2 separate regions of the Rattus norvegicus genome follow, and region 2 is linked to region 1. Evidence: chromatin contacts called from public Hi-C data. All regions are on one chromosome and are shown on one strand. The core of a region is the stretch at or near the end of the contact, and the rest is flanking DNA. Distances in the headings are between cores, read along the strand shown. Region 1 holds the start of Gna12 (G protein subunit alpha 12). Region 2 holds the start of Iqce (IQ motif containing E).

Region 1 (6,200 bases), core at 2,218-4,717:
AGACATCTTATACATGTATGGAATTGTAAAGGACTAAAAAAATTTTAAATTACTACTACTAAAAAAAAAAAATCTGGTTCAAAGAACGGCATTGTATAAAACCAAACAAGCAGATTCCTTATTAACAAGTCTTGCTTCTGTTGCTAAGGAAGCCAGGAAATGATTGTTTGGCTCATGGCTTTCCCTGCTGTCCTGCTCCCCACCCCAAGGTCTGAGGGGGACGGGGAAGAACATCCAGTTTAGAACCCTCCCCGCTAATCCCCTGCCTGCCAGGTCCACTTGGGACACAGCCAGCAGAGGTGAGCAGTGTCCTGTTTCCTGATACCCACTCTCAGGCTCTGCCTGCCTCCCGGAGGAGCCCTGCTGGCATCGAGAACATCCAGCCAGCACCAGGGACAACCAGATGGGTAAAGGACAGTGTAAGAACACAGTAACAAGAGCCAGGGCAACATGGCACCACCAGGGCACAGCTGTCCCACTACAGCAAGTCCTGGGTATCCTAGCACAGCCAAAGTACAAGACGGTGACCTTAAATCCAATCTTATAAAGATGACAGAGGCCTTCAGAGAAGAAATAAATAAATCCCTTAAGGAAAATACAATCAAACCGGTGAAGGACATTAAACTGTGTAAGAACTGAAAATGGAAATAGAAACAATAAAGAAAACAAACTGAGGGAATCCTGGGGATGGGAAACCCCGGGAAGAGGTTTTGTGTCAAAGAAAATGCTAAATCTAAAAGATTCATGACACAAAACACCAAGAAATCTGGGACAGGATAAAAAGACCAAATTTAAGAATAGGAATAAAAGAAGATGCGGAAAATATCTTCAACAAAATCACAGAGGAAGCCAGGAAAAGAAAGTGCTGATGAGTGGTAGAGCGCTTGCCTAGGAAGCGCAAGGCCCTGGGTTCGATCCCCAGCTCCAAAAAAAAAAGAACCAAAAAAAAAAAAAAAAAAAAAAAAAGAAAAGAAAAGAAAGTACTGATGAGCACAGGAAGGAGACACTGACTTCTCTAAAATGCACTTAACAGAGCAGAGTAGACTTGAGATCTGAGTTCCTAAAGATATTTTTCTGCCTCCCAAGTTGAAAGAAACTGAGCCCTCCAAGCCTCCCTGTTTCTGGGGTTCAGAAAAGCTGCAAAAATAAAGCCAGGTTCCTTAGAGGAGATGTTGAAAAACAGGCCCCAAATGACGGTCAAGTGTGTTTTACAATACCCTTGAAGATGCGGGAAATTCTGAACGACTAGGCCTATCCCTTTAAGGTGCCTGCCTTAATGTTTATGAACTTCTGCTTCCCTGAGGTTCTGAAAGGTGAGATGTGTGATTTATCCCTCCATATGATTTTTCTTCCCATCTTGAACCCAGAGGAGCCACTTGTATTAAAATGAAATATTTAGTAACAAACATGTTGAGTGTGGGAGTGTTGGCCCGGAAGTCTGGCTCCCAGGATCCCAGCCCAACCGCCCTACACCAAGGTTTCTCAAGGCCGAACAGAAAGACGTGTCCCAGATGGGCTTCTGCGTCCCCTTGCTAACTTAAAAACCCATCAGGCCCTGTAAAATCTAGTCTCGTAGTAGATTTTCTGATATGACAAATCTCTCTATCCGAGAGATGAGAAACTTCACGAGGAAGCTAATCTAGGAGCAGAACAGATTCTGTGTCTAGACTTTGCCTACATCTTCCTTCCTGTGTTAAGTAGTCCAGGCTAGCCTCAAACCTTCTTTGTAGCTAAGCCTTGAACTTAGATCCTCCTGCCTCTACCTCCACGGTGTTGGAATTACAGGAGTATGCCACCTTGACCAGTTTATTCGGCATTCAACCCAGGGCCGTGTGCATGTTGGTAGAGTCCAACAGCTACAGGCCCAGCAGAGCTACGCCCAGCTCTCCAAAGCTCTCTTTGGACCCTCCTGCAAAACTGGTCCTAGTCTCTGTCAATATGACTGTTGACAGGTATGGCACACAGTATAAAGGGCACAAGGGACAGGACCTTGAGTTCATCACCATATGAGGATTACTGTATCCGGTTCAAAGACACAACAACTACGAAACAATGAAGGAAATGTGGACCCTTAATTACAGGAGTTTAGTTCTTTGTTTTTATGCTTTGCAGTGTGGAGGTTGAACGAGAGTTAGACTGGTGCTTGACCACTGAACCACGTCCCTAGGCCCCCTTTTTTTTTTTTAAATTTAGTTCCATAATGGTCCTGTGCATATGCTTTTAAAGCAGGTTTAGTGTCACACACCAAAATGTTTTCTAATACAACTATGTATCTAGAATTAACTTGGAGACCAAGGTGGGGCTGGGGTGCGAGGGGTGGGCAGGGGTGAACGAGATTGGCATAGAATTGACCCTTGTTTTAAAGTTGGGTGGTGGGTGTCTCACAGCTCCTCCTAACATCTCCTCCAACTTGGTGTATAAATTAACTCACCGTACTAAAAAGTTTAAAGAACAAAGTACTGCTTGTAATCCTACCACTGGGAGGATAAGGTCATTCATGACGCCTTGTCTCAAAAATACAAAACAAACATTGGCAACGCAGTTTTTAGTTAGTAATGTCCTACCTAACACGCATGAAGTCGTGGATTCAATCCTCAGCACTCCATGAACAAAGTATAGTGACACAGCGCCCCCCTCCCCCATAATTCCAGTATTTGAGAAGTAGAGAAAAGATCAGGAGTTCAAGGTCATCCTACAAGCTACACGTTGAGTTCAAGGCCAACCTGGGATATATGAGAGAATTTGTCGAAAAAAAATAACCAATAAAATGGTCAATTCTCATTTACAAATAAAAAAAGAAGACCGATGTCCAATCTACACTATAACGTTTGCATGCTGGAGGGACAAGGAGAGTTGGTGACCCTCAATCCACGTGTCCAGCCCTAACACCCCATTCGGAACCCAAACGTGAGAGTGGTTCAGCTTGCATTCCCACGGTCCCCAAGCGTCCAGGGCTTTGCAAACCAATCGCGCCCCTGGAGGTCATTGGAGTAACCCCGGCTGGCGTGGCTTGAGGTCCCTATTGGAAGGGAGGGGCGCCCGGTGGCAGGGTCGCCGGTCCGTGGAGGACAAAAGGGGCGGGGCCCGCGCTCCACCTGGACCAGGTGTGTGTGGGCGGGGCCGCGCGTCACCTTAAGGATGTTGTCGAAGATGGTGTCGCGGAACTCCAGCAGCGCCTTCTGGTCGAACTCCCGGCCGTGGATGATGCGCATCTGCTTGAGGAAGGTGGACTTGCCGCTCTCGCCGGCGCCCAGCAGCAAGATCTTGACCAGCCGCCGCACCGCGCGCCGCTCGCGGGCCAGCAGCGCGTCGATGTCGCGGCTGCGCCGTCGGGCCTCGCGTTCCGCGTCGCGCGCCGCGCCCGCCCTGCGCTCGCGGGCTCCGGCCTCGGCCGGCAGCAAGCAGCGGCTGAGGGTCCGCACCACCCCGGACATGACCGCCCTCAGGCCGCGGCCGCGCCCCGCCGGGGCCCGCGCGCCATGGACGCCCCTCAGCCGGCGCGGCCCTGCCGGGCCAGGCGCCGCCCCGCCCGCCGCTCCCTCAGGCTGCGTCCGCCGCCGCCGCCCCGAGGCCCTCACTCGCCAGGCCCGCTGAGGGGCGGAGGGGAAGGCGCGGAGGGCGGGGCGGTGCCTCGCAAAAACTCTTTTATTGGTTGAGAAGTCGTCTATCTTGTGGAGCGCACCTTTTTATTGGACAAGCGTGCTTTGGAGGAGGCGGGCACTCCTATGGTCCTTGGGGCGGAGCCGGCGCCGAAAGAGGCGGGATCTTTGCGGTTAGGGAGCTTCTCATTGGACTGCCGAGCGAGCTTCTTTCTTTCAGAATGAAAGGGAGGTGGGGCCATTGGGAAGGAGGAGCTGCAGCCCTCCGCGGCCAATTACAAGTGCCCTGCCTGCCTGTCAATCACACTAACTGCGCTTGGGATTGGAAATTGTGGAAAACGGGGCGTGACCAAAAGTGCCAGGTGTACAGAGTGACTTTCTGCCTTGATTCCCAGGTTGGTCGGGCTCTGAGCCCTAGACGTGGCTGCAAAGTTTGGAAATAGTGATGAGGTCCTCCTGCTCTTAAGTTTAGGGGAAAAGCGAAGCCGTTTTCCTTCCAATAACATTGGAGCAGGGTGGGTCATAATTTTCAAACAAAAGCTTCTTTGAGTGTTACATGGGCCCCAACTAAGAAGAAAACAAACAAACAAACAAACAAAACAAAGTTGTATGGGCTTCCCTAGGCACTTTCTTAAAATGTGATTAAGAGGAGATAGTTCAGTGGGAAAGGACATTTTCTGTGAAAGCGTGAGGACGTGAGTTCAAATTCCCAGTTGTGCCTGTAACCGCAGCTTTGGAGAAGCCAAGATAAAGACCAATTCCAGTAACTTGCTGGGCAGGTAAATGATAAGCTTAAGGTTCAGTGAGAGAAGCTATTTGAAATGTTACAGAGGGGAGGCAGTAGAGCCACCTCTTGGTCTTTGCATGTATGTGCGCGCGCGCGCGCACACACACACACACACCCATGTTTGTCATAATCACTCATAGGCAGTTTGATGTGCATAGTGGTCTAAAGCGTGGTGTCTGAAGGGTGTTGGTGCTTCAGGGAGAATCACCACAGAAGCAAGAGAACTGAAATGAGTTTGAAGCCAGCCAGGGCTACATAGTAACTCTTGTCATCTTGGCTAGAGAGATGCTGTCAGAGGAGGTCAGGCTTGTGTGATATAATCCTAGTATTGGAGATCCCAAGACAGGAAAATATGGAATTTGAGGCCAGCTTGAACTAAAGTCTGACTCTGTCTCAAAAAAAAATTTTTTTTCCAGTAAGTGTTACCTGTTCCAGACCCCATTTTTCCATTACAAACAGAAGACAACCTTGGTGTTGGCTCTTGCCTTCCACTTTGTTTGAGGCAGAGTTTCTTATTGTTTGCCATTACAAATGCTGGGCTAGCTGGCTTAGAAACTGAAGACAGCCAGTCTCCACTGCCCATCTTGCGTGGAGGATAGATGCTTGTACTGCATCTATGTGCAGATTCTAGGGATCTGAACACAGGTCCTTCGCTCCTTTGATGTGAATGTCTTACCCACCAAGCCATCTCCCCAGCTCACGGTTTATTTTTTTTTAGTGGGGTCTCATGTATCTCAGCCTGATCAAACTGTAGCTGAGGATGACTTTGAACTCCTGATACTCCCACCTTTGCTTCCTAAATGCTAGAATCACAGGCGTGTGCCGTGACACCTAAGAGTATGTTTCTAGGACAGAAAATAGGGAAATCTGAACCCATGGACTAGAGTTCATACCTTATTCAGTTTTTAAAAACTAAATTAATTCAACGTTTTCAGCAAACACTCCAGACATTTATAAATAACTTTATAAATAGCTTGATGCCGGTGTTTATGGAATCATTAACTATTTTAAAGGACCACTTAGCTTTTTTTTTAGTGACACATTGTGGTGTTTTATGGGGGAAATTATATACTGTTGATAGTATCTAATTTGGGACTTTGACGAGGGTTCTGGCCATAGCCTTCACATTTGCTAAAAGGCTAAAGTGCTTGAAATAAACACGTGTATCCATGCACTCCATAATAGTCTCTTAATTACCCCTGGAATTTATATGCCATGCTGTAATTTCTAAAGTGCTTCTACATACATTATCTGATGTCATCTGTTCTCTCCACAATGCTGGGAGGGAGGCAAGTACCAGGCAGCTGTAATAAAACAATCTGAGGGCTGGAGAGATGGCTCCATAAAGTGCCTGCAGAGCCCTGAGTTCAGATCCCCAGAACCAGATGTCATGGGTGGTAGTGTGTGGCTCCAACTCCCAGTGCAGAGCAGGGGAAGGCAGAGAGAGAGAGAGAGAGAGAGAGAGAGAGAGAGAGAGAGAGAGAGAGAGAGAGAGAGAGAGATATCCCGGGAACTTACTGGCCAGTCAGACCAGCTGAATCAATAAGTTTCAGGTTCTTGGGTATCTAATGTGCTTTTTTGTAGTTGTGTTAAATACCATGAGCAAAAGCAACTTGGAAAGAAAAGGGTTTATTATTTTAGCTTCCAGGTTATAGTTCACCACCACTGGAAGCCAAGGCAGGAACTCAAGGCAAGAGCTCAAAGCAGAGTCTGGAATACTACTGCTCACTGGCTTGCTTCCCCTGGCTCAGTCAGTTTTCTTATAAAACCAGGACCACCTGCCCAGGGCTGGCACTGCCCACAGTGGGCTGGGC
Region 2 (6,200 bases), core at 2,114-4,613, 140 kb before region 1:
GGGGGTGTGGCTCAGTGGTAAAGCACCTTCCTAGAATCCCCCAAGTGAGGGGTTAGGGTGTGAGGGGATAGGGCATGACTCTAGTGCCCTAGTTCCTGGCACTCTGGGGATCCAATGTGAGCTGCTATGTGGATACAGGGAATTGTGTCTGTGTACTTTGCTAAAGCACCAAGTGTCACTGAGCCATCTCTCTCGACCTTCACAATTAATTTCTAAAACTAGCTTTAAGGCGACATTATTTTGTTGCTGCTACCATTGTTTGAGACAAGGTCTTAGGGAGCCCAGGCTAGTCCTGGTCACACTCTATAAGCAGACAATGACCTTAAACTGATCCCCATGCCTCTGCCTCCCGAATGCTAGGATTATAGGCAGGGACCACGGTTCCCAGTTTATGCAGCACTAGAAGTGCAAGTCAGGGCTTCGTGCCCGCTAGGTGAGTATTCTACCAACCGAGCTACATTCTCAGCCCCCGAAACTGATTTCTAATAAATAACTATACCGATATAAATAAACGGATTTTTCAAATGAAAATCGCAACTATTTAGATTCGGCTAACAGGCTGAAACTGCGACACCAGAAGCAGCTCTGGACACCTGTGCTCTGGTCTAGCAGCTTCTGGGGGACACTGCTTTACACACAACATCCAAGGACTCTGACATGGGGCTTGCCACCCCTCCTGTACTCACCGATTCCACGTCAGAATCAAAGGAAATAGCAGACAGACTGTCATCTCCCTGGAAGAGAGGCACACGAGGTCACAGGGAGGCAGCTGCTCAGGCACATCAGTCCCAACAGCGCACTGTCTGAGCTGCTGCAACGCGCATGCGCTCCCCGCTACAACTCCTGGACCGGCAGGCGGGAAGCTTGAATGAAACTCTGCCTGGCTGGGGGAGTCCAGATCCACAGAGGTATGGTGGGTTCTCAGGTCAACTGTATGTCTTTGGTAAGAGTTCTCAAGTCAAATGAACCAAGCTGGTTTTCACTATTTTGAGCACCCGAGTTTCCATTCAAAGGATGCGGAGCCTCTGCCCATCTCCTCGAGGAGCAGAGCAGTTTTGCACACATCCTTTTAATTCTGTGCTTTCTATTTAAAGCATGTAAACTTTATGCCTGTGGATGCCAGCAGAGGGCGCGGGATCCCCTGGAGGTGGACTTGCCAGTGGGCAATTGTGAACTGCCTGACACGGTGCTGGGGACGGAGCTCCGGGGCTCTGGCTTGCTCATTTGTGTATGTGTGTGTGCATGCTTGTGGAGGTCTGAAAGACTGTCTTCCTTCTCCCCTTTCCACCTTGACCTAGGCTCTCTTGCTAAACCCAAGAGCTCGTCGGTTGTGGCTAGTCTAGCTAGCTTGTCCAGGGGTTTCCAGTCTTCCGTTCCTGAGCATTAAGATTACCCATGTCACTTTGAGGTGGGTTCGGAAGTGCAGGCAAGCATTTTATCCACTGAGCCCAGTCTCCTCAGTCCTTGGCTAAATTTTGGAAAACACACACCTCCTGGTACAAGCCTGTGATCCTAGGATTTGGCAAGCTGAGGCAGGAGGAGGCTGAATTTGAGGCCAGCCTGGGCTACATACAGTGTCTGAGCATTTAAAAAAAAATATCGAAAATACTAGCCACAAAGTTTATGGTAAAAGTCATACAACTATAGAAATATGATCTCTTTTTAAAAATGGGGGGGAGAAGATGTATATGAGAAACACAACTTATATTAATTGGATTAACTGAAAGAGTAATGAGCTATCTTTGTAATCTCAACTCGAGACTTTAAATTTTTGTCTTTTTTTTTTTTTTCATTAATTTATAAGTTCAGTGGGAGAGCCCAGTGAGGGGCAGGGGTGGGGGTGGCTCTGTGGTAGAGCATTTGCTTGGGCTGGGGCTTTGAGTCAGAAATAAAGTGCTTGTCTAGAGTTCCCCAGTGACCCAGCTGCGGAGGCCCATCTGTAGCACTCTAGCCTGACGTGAGGTTTTCCTTCAGTCCCTGGTAGCACCCAGAAAACAAACAGAGATGAGGCAGTTACTGGGGGCAGTGTTGAGAGGCCGACCCCCGAAACTAGGCAGGTCTTGGAAAGCCTCCAGTGCAGGGACAAGTAGAAAATCCCAGCTGCTCTCCGCTGACCAAAAGCTTGGTCCATTAGCCTGTTGTGGAACCTCCAACGGGCGTCCCTTGAACCCTTGAAAGTCATATTACACCCTGGCCAGGTCCCTGCCAGCCTCCTCAGTACCCTTCTCAATCTGATTCCAAAAAGCTTGCTTTCGGGCTTGCTACTTTCCCAGCCTTTCGGTCTTTACATTTGATGTTCCCGCTGCCTCTAAACCTTTCCCAAACTTCTCTCTACTTCTCTTTGAGATGGGGGACATCAGCCTATTGACTTGTCCTACAGCCACGTCCCCATCACACACACACACAGTAATGCACTAAGTTCACTTGATACTATCACGCACTGGGGTCTGGACACGCACTCAGAGAGCGTGAGAGGTACGCCTCTTCCAGAGATGCCTCTCGGACCTGTGCAGGACTAGCCGAGGAAGGAGGGTGGGGGCAGGCCTTCCCCCTTGCTCGGGATCACTCCGGGGCGTCACTGGACCGCAGCCTACAGCAACACTTACGAGATGAGTTTATCGCCGGTCGGCCGCGGCCTCAGACCCGCAGCGCGTGCCGGAGGGCGCAGTCCCGGGGGCTTCCTGGAAGTAGTGGCCACCGCGAGCGCAGGCGGGAGATAGAGGTTGCTGGGGCGCGGGCACGGTGGAGGCCGACGCCCGGAGCTGGCTCTTGTGCGGTAACAATCGGCCTGCCGGAGCTGGCTACCACCGTGCGCCCTTCCTCCCTCTGCCCTAGGCCTCCTTACCGTCTCCGAGGTCAGATCTGTGGTGCCCAGGCTCATAGCGGCGGCGCTGCGCGGCCTCGGCGGTCCTGCGAGCTCGGCCCTCAGCTTGGGAGGCCTGCCAGCCAACCTGGTACCATGGCAACCGTGCCGCGGCCACAGGGCCCCGGATGTGGTCCTTCCTCCGATGCCCGGCGAATCCTGTGCACGCGCAGTGTGTGCACGAGCGAGGGGCCAACCATGCACTCTCCCGGGGTTGCACTGCGCAATCGCACCTTGTCTCTTGTGGCTGTTTTTGGTCTCGCCGGGTGCACGAATTGAACCTATGGCCTCCCGCAGGCAAGGCTGACTTTCTATGTCGGAGCCAGCCGTGCTCTCAGATCCAACTTCAGGAGCCCCAGTTGGATTTACGCAAACAGTGGCTGCAACTATGTAGCCCAGTGGGCAGAGGTTCCGAGGGTCACCATGCTGAGTAGACTCAGGGGACAGAGCGTAAGGCACCACCCTTAACAACAGGCAAGATTTGAGAATTAGGCATGTCAACCTATTTACATGTTTGTTTTTCCTCTAAATAAGCTGAGATGTTGGGGGCCAAAGTGACTCCCTGGCACCTTGAGGATAAGGCAGTCCACGCCAGGGCTGCCCATGGGCCAGTGCCAACTGCTTTAAACCCTCAGCTGATGGTTTGCTATCACAAGCCCCTCTGAACTCTCCAGAACCCTGTGGCTTTTCCTACCCAGGCCAGTTGGGGGCACTTCCCCGGTGGCCCAGCAGGCCAGTGACAGGTGCAAATACTGACATTTGTCTTGGGGGGAGGGTCATCTCCTCATTGTTGGGGTTACAAATATATACCACCATGCCCCACTTTTCTTATTTTGTTCTTCCACCCCACCCCATCTCCTTCATGGATTCTGGCAACTCAACTCAGGTCCTTAGGTTTGCAAGGGGATACACTCCCCCCCCCCCCACCTACAATCAGTTTTTGAGTAAACAGCTCTCTAATTGGATGGCATTGCAACACTAACCTCAGTACAAGGTTTCTCCTGAGAGGGTTTTTCTTGCTTGTGTAAAGGTCCATGATTTGTTAAAGAATGACACCGCATACTCAAATAGTATGTAAATGCAAAGGATGTTTTATTCTGCAGAAGTCCAGCACGCTGGGGTCTCCCATTACCAAGATGGAGAGAACCCAGTGAGCTCACAGTCCTGATTTAAAGCACGTTCGAATTCTGAGGCAGATGAGTTTTATCTTACTGTTATCGCTAGGCATTCCGGAACCATGCCCTAAAAGATTCTTTTTTTTTTTTTTTTTAATTTACGTGTTTGTGTGTGCGAGAGTGACCTCAGGGCTGGGAACCAAACTCTGGTCCTCTGGATGAGTAGGAAGATTATTAACCACTTACCCATCTCTCTAGTCCCCGATGGCCTACTTTTAATCTTTATCATTAGCAGAGAGGGCTGAAACTGTGAAGAGTTAGCAGCAATGGATAGAGAGAAGGCAAGAAGGGATAGAGGACCAGGACTATGAAGAGCCACAGAAATGCAGGCTTTGGTGACTGGGGGATCCTGACACTCTATAGACACCGGAGTTTAGCGATACCCGCTGTAGGAACCGAGGATTTCAGCACTGGGGTAATCCGTATTGTCTTGCCTGCTGCTGACCACACCGTAGACGAAAACTGAAAGCAACAGTTAGACGGGCCAGCAGAAACCTGGGACCTTAAAAACCTAGACACGTGGCCTGAGGCCTGCGAGGCCCCGCCTCCCAGCGAGTAGACACGCCCATACCGAGCCCGCCTTGGAGACGTTCCGCCTACTGCCTGCGTGGGGACGTACCATAGAGAGTCCTGGCGGGGGCGCGATAGCTCCGAGAGATTAGTACAGTGTGAAAGTCCCAAACTGCACACATCGTTTGTAAATCACGCGTTCACAGGTTTGAACCTTAGAAGTGATCGAAACCGCAGGGTCATCACCAGTCTCCAAGCACATCGACTCCGCTCTTTTGCCCTCCCCCCACCCGTGTCCGTCACGTGGTACTGACTTAGGGCGGGGCCTGTGGAGACAGACTCCCGCAGGGCAAGGAATCGGCCGCACTGAGGGGCGGAGCCTGTGGCCACGCGGAGAGGAACTTCCGTCGGGGGCGGGGTCTGAGGGGGCGGGGCCTCGCTGAGGCCTGCGAAATTAGGAGGGTTGAGATTTGAAGCTGGTGGGGTGGAGCCAATTCCCGTGGTGGGGCGGGGCCTTGCGTTATGGGGCGGGGCTCGCGGTGCGTAGTGCGAACTCTAAAAAATGGGGCAGGACCTGAGGAGGGTGGGGCCTCGGCCAGCGTGAAGCGGAATTTGCGGAGGCGAGGGCGGGGCTTGCCTCAGACACCGGAACCACAGCGGGTGAAGCGCTCGGAGGTTGGGATTCTGGTAAGGCGGAGTTCGAGCTTCGGCCTAGCAGCCTAGTGGTGCATTCTGCACTCCTGGGCCTAGTTCCCCTAGCGGAGGGATGCGGGGGTCGGGATTAGAGCCCCAGGCTAACTCGCAGTCTTGAAGAGCTCACCTTTTACCGGATTTGGGAGGTATGGATGTCGAGAACAGATATTGGGATAAGGTGCCTGGATGAACAGTCTCCTGCACACCTGGCTTATCCCCTGACTGTTCTCCTCGCAGCTAAGTTAATAGGCAGCTGCACTCCCTTACCCCAATCCATCAAGCCCCTAAATTAACAGACTTAGACACCAAAGGCCCTTGTGGCTCCGATTAATCTGTCCTCACCCCACAGGGCATCTGCGAAGACTCAATCCTCTTGCCCAGGTTCCCCTGGACTGAGTTCAGCATCTTTGTGGACTCGAGTTCTGGTCCACGTGAAGTTTTCCGAGCTCCTCCCCCATCCTAACAGGCATTGAAGGCTGCCTGTACCTAGGGTAGCTGGTGTCCCAAGCCAGATATGAGGCTGACCTCTTGCTTCCTCTGTAGGAACTGCTGGCCTGATCATGGACGCAGAATGCTCCAGGCTCCTCCCGGCTCTCTGTGCTGTTTTGGCAGATCCTAGACAGCTGGTGGCAGATGACACCTGCTTGGAGAAACTACTGGACTGGTTTAAAACAGTGACAGAGGCAGGTGAGGACATGGCTTATAGAACTGTCCATTCATGGGGTGTCTTTACTTCATTTCCTTGAGGTTCTGCGGCTGATCAGAGTCAGATGGAGTACTAGGGCACTGGCCTGAACTGTGGAGTCATGTATTAAAAGTCCCATCGACTCTGGCCACATTTCAGGCTTCCGCTGTCCAGTTCACACGAGGAGTTTTGCAGGGTAGGGCCCATGTTGTTTTGCTGCCTTAATTGTATTTTGTTTGTCTTGAAGAAGTTAGATCCCTGGGTGGATGTGGTG

The links. Hi-C and Micro-C count contacts between places; a contact is called where the count stands out from the background.
Region 2: a contact with region 1 is called in a Hi-C map of liver, with 2.6 times the contacts expected there. The contact joins the promoter of Iqce here to the promoter of Gna12 in region 1. A contact is called at or near these places in 4 of 12 Hi-C or Micro-C datasets (Schwann cells, kidney, liver and 1 more).

Annotation. Positions count from the first base shown.
Region 1 is chr12:18,916,896-18,923,095 of GRCr8, reverse strand. Gna12 (G protein subunit alpha 12) reads right to left here and starts at 3,467. Exons shown (of 4, transcript NM_031034.2): 1 at 3,132-3,467. The coding sequence starts at 3,434.
Region 2 is chr12:19,054,223-19,060,422 of GRCr8, reverse strand. It overlaps Iqce (IQ motif containing E), which reads right to left and starts at 3,363. Exons shown (of 23, transcript XM_221965.10): 1 at 2,846-3,363; 2 at 687-734. The coding sequence starts at 2,881. Brat1 (BRCA1-associated ATM activator 1) reads left to right here. Exons shown (of 14, transcript XM_039089962.2): 2 at 5,785-5,928. The coding sequence starts at 5,802.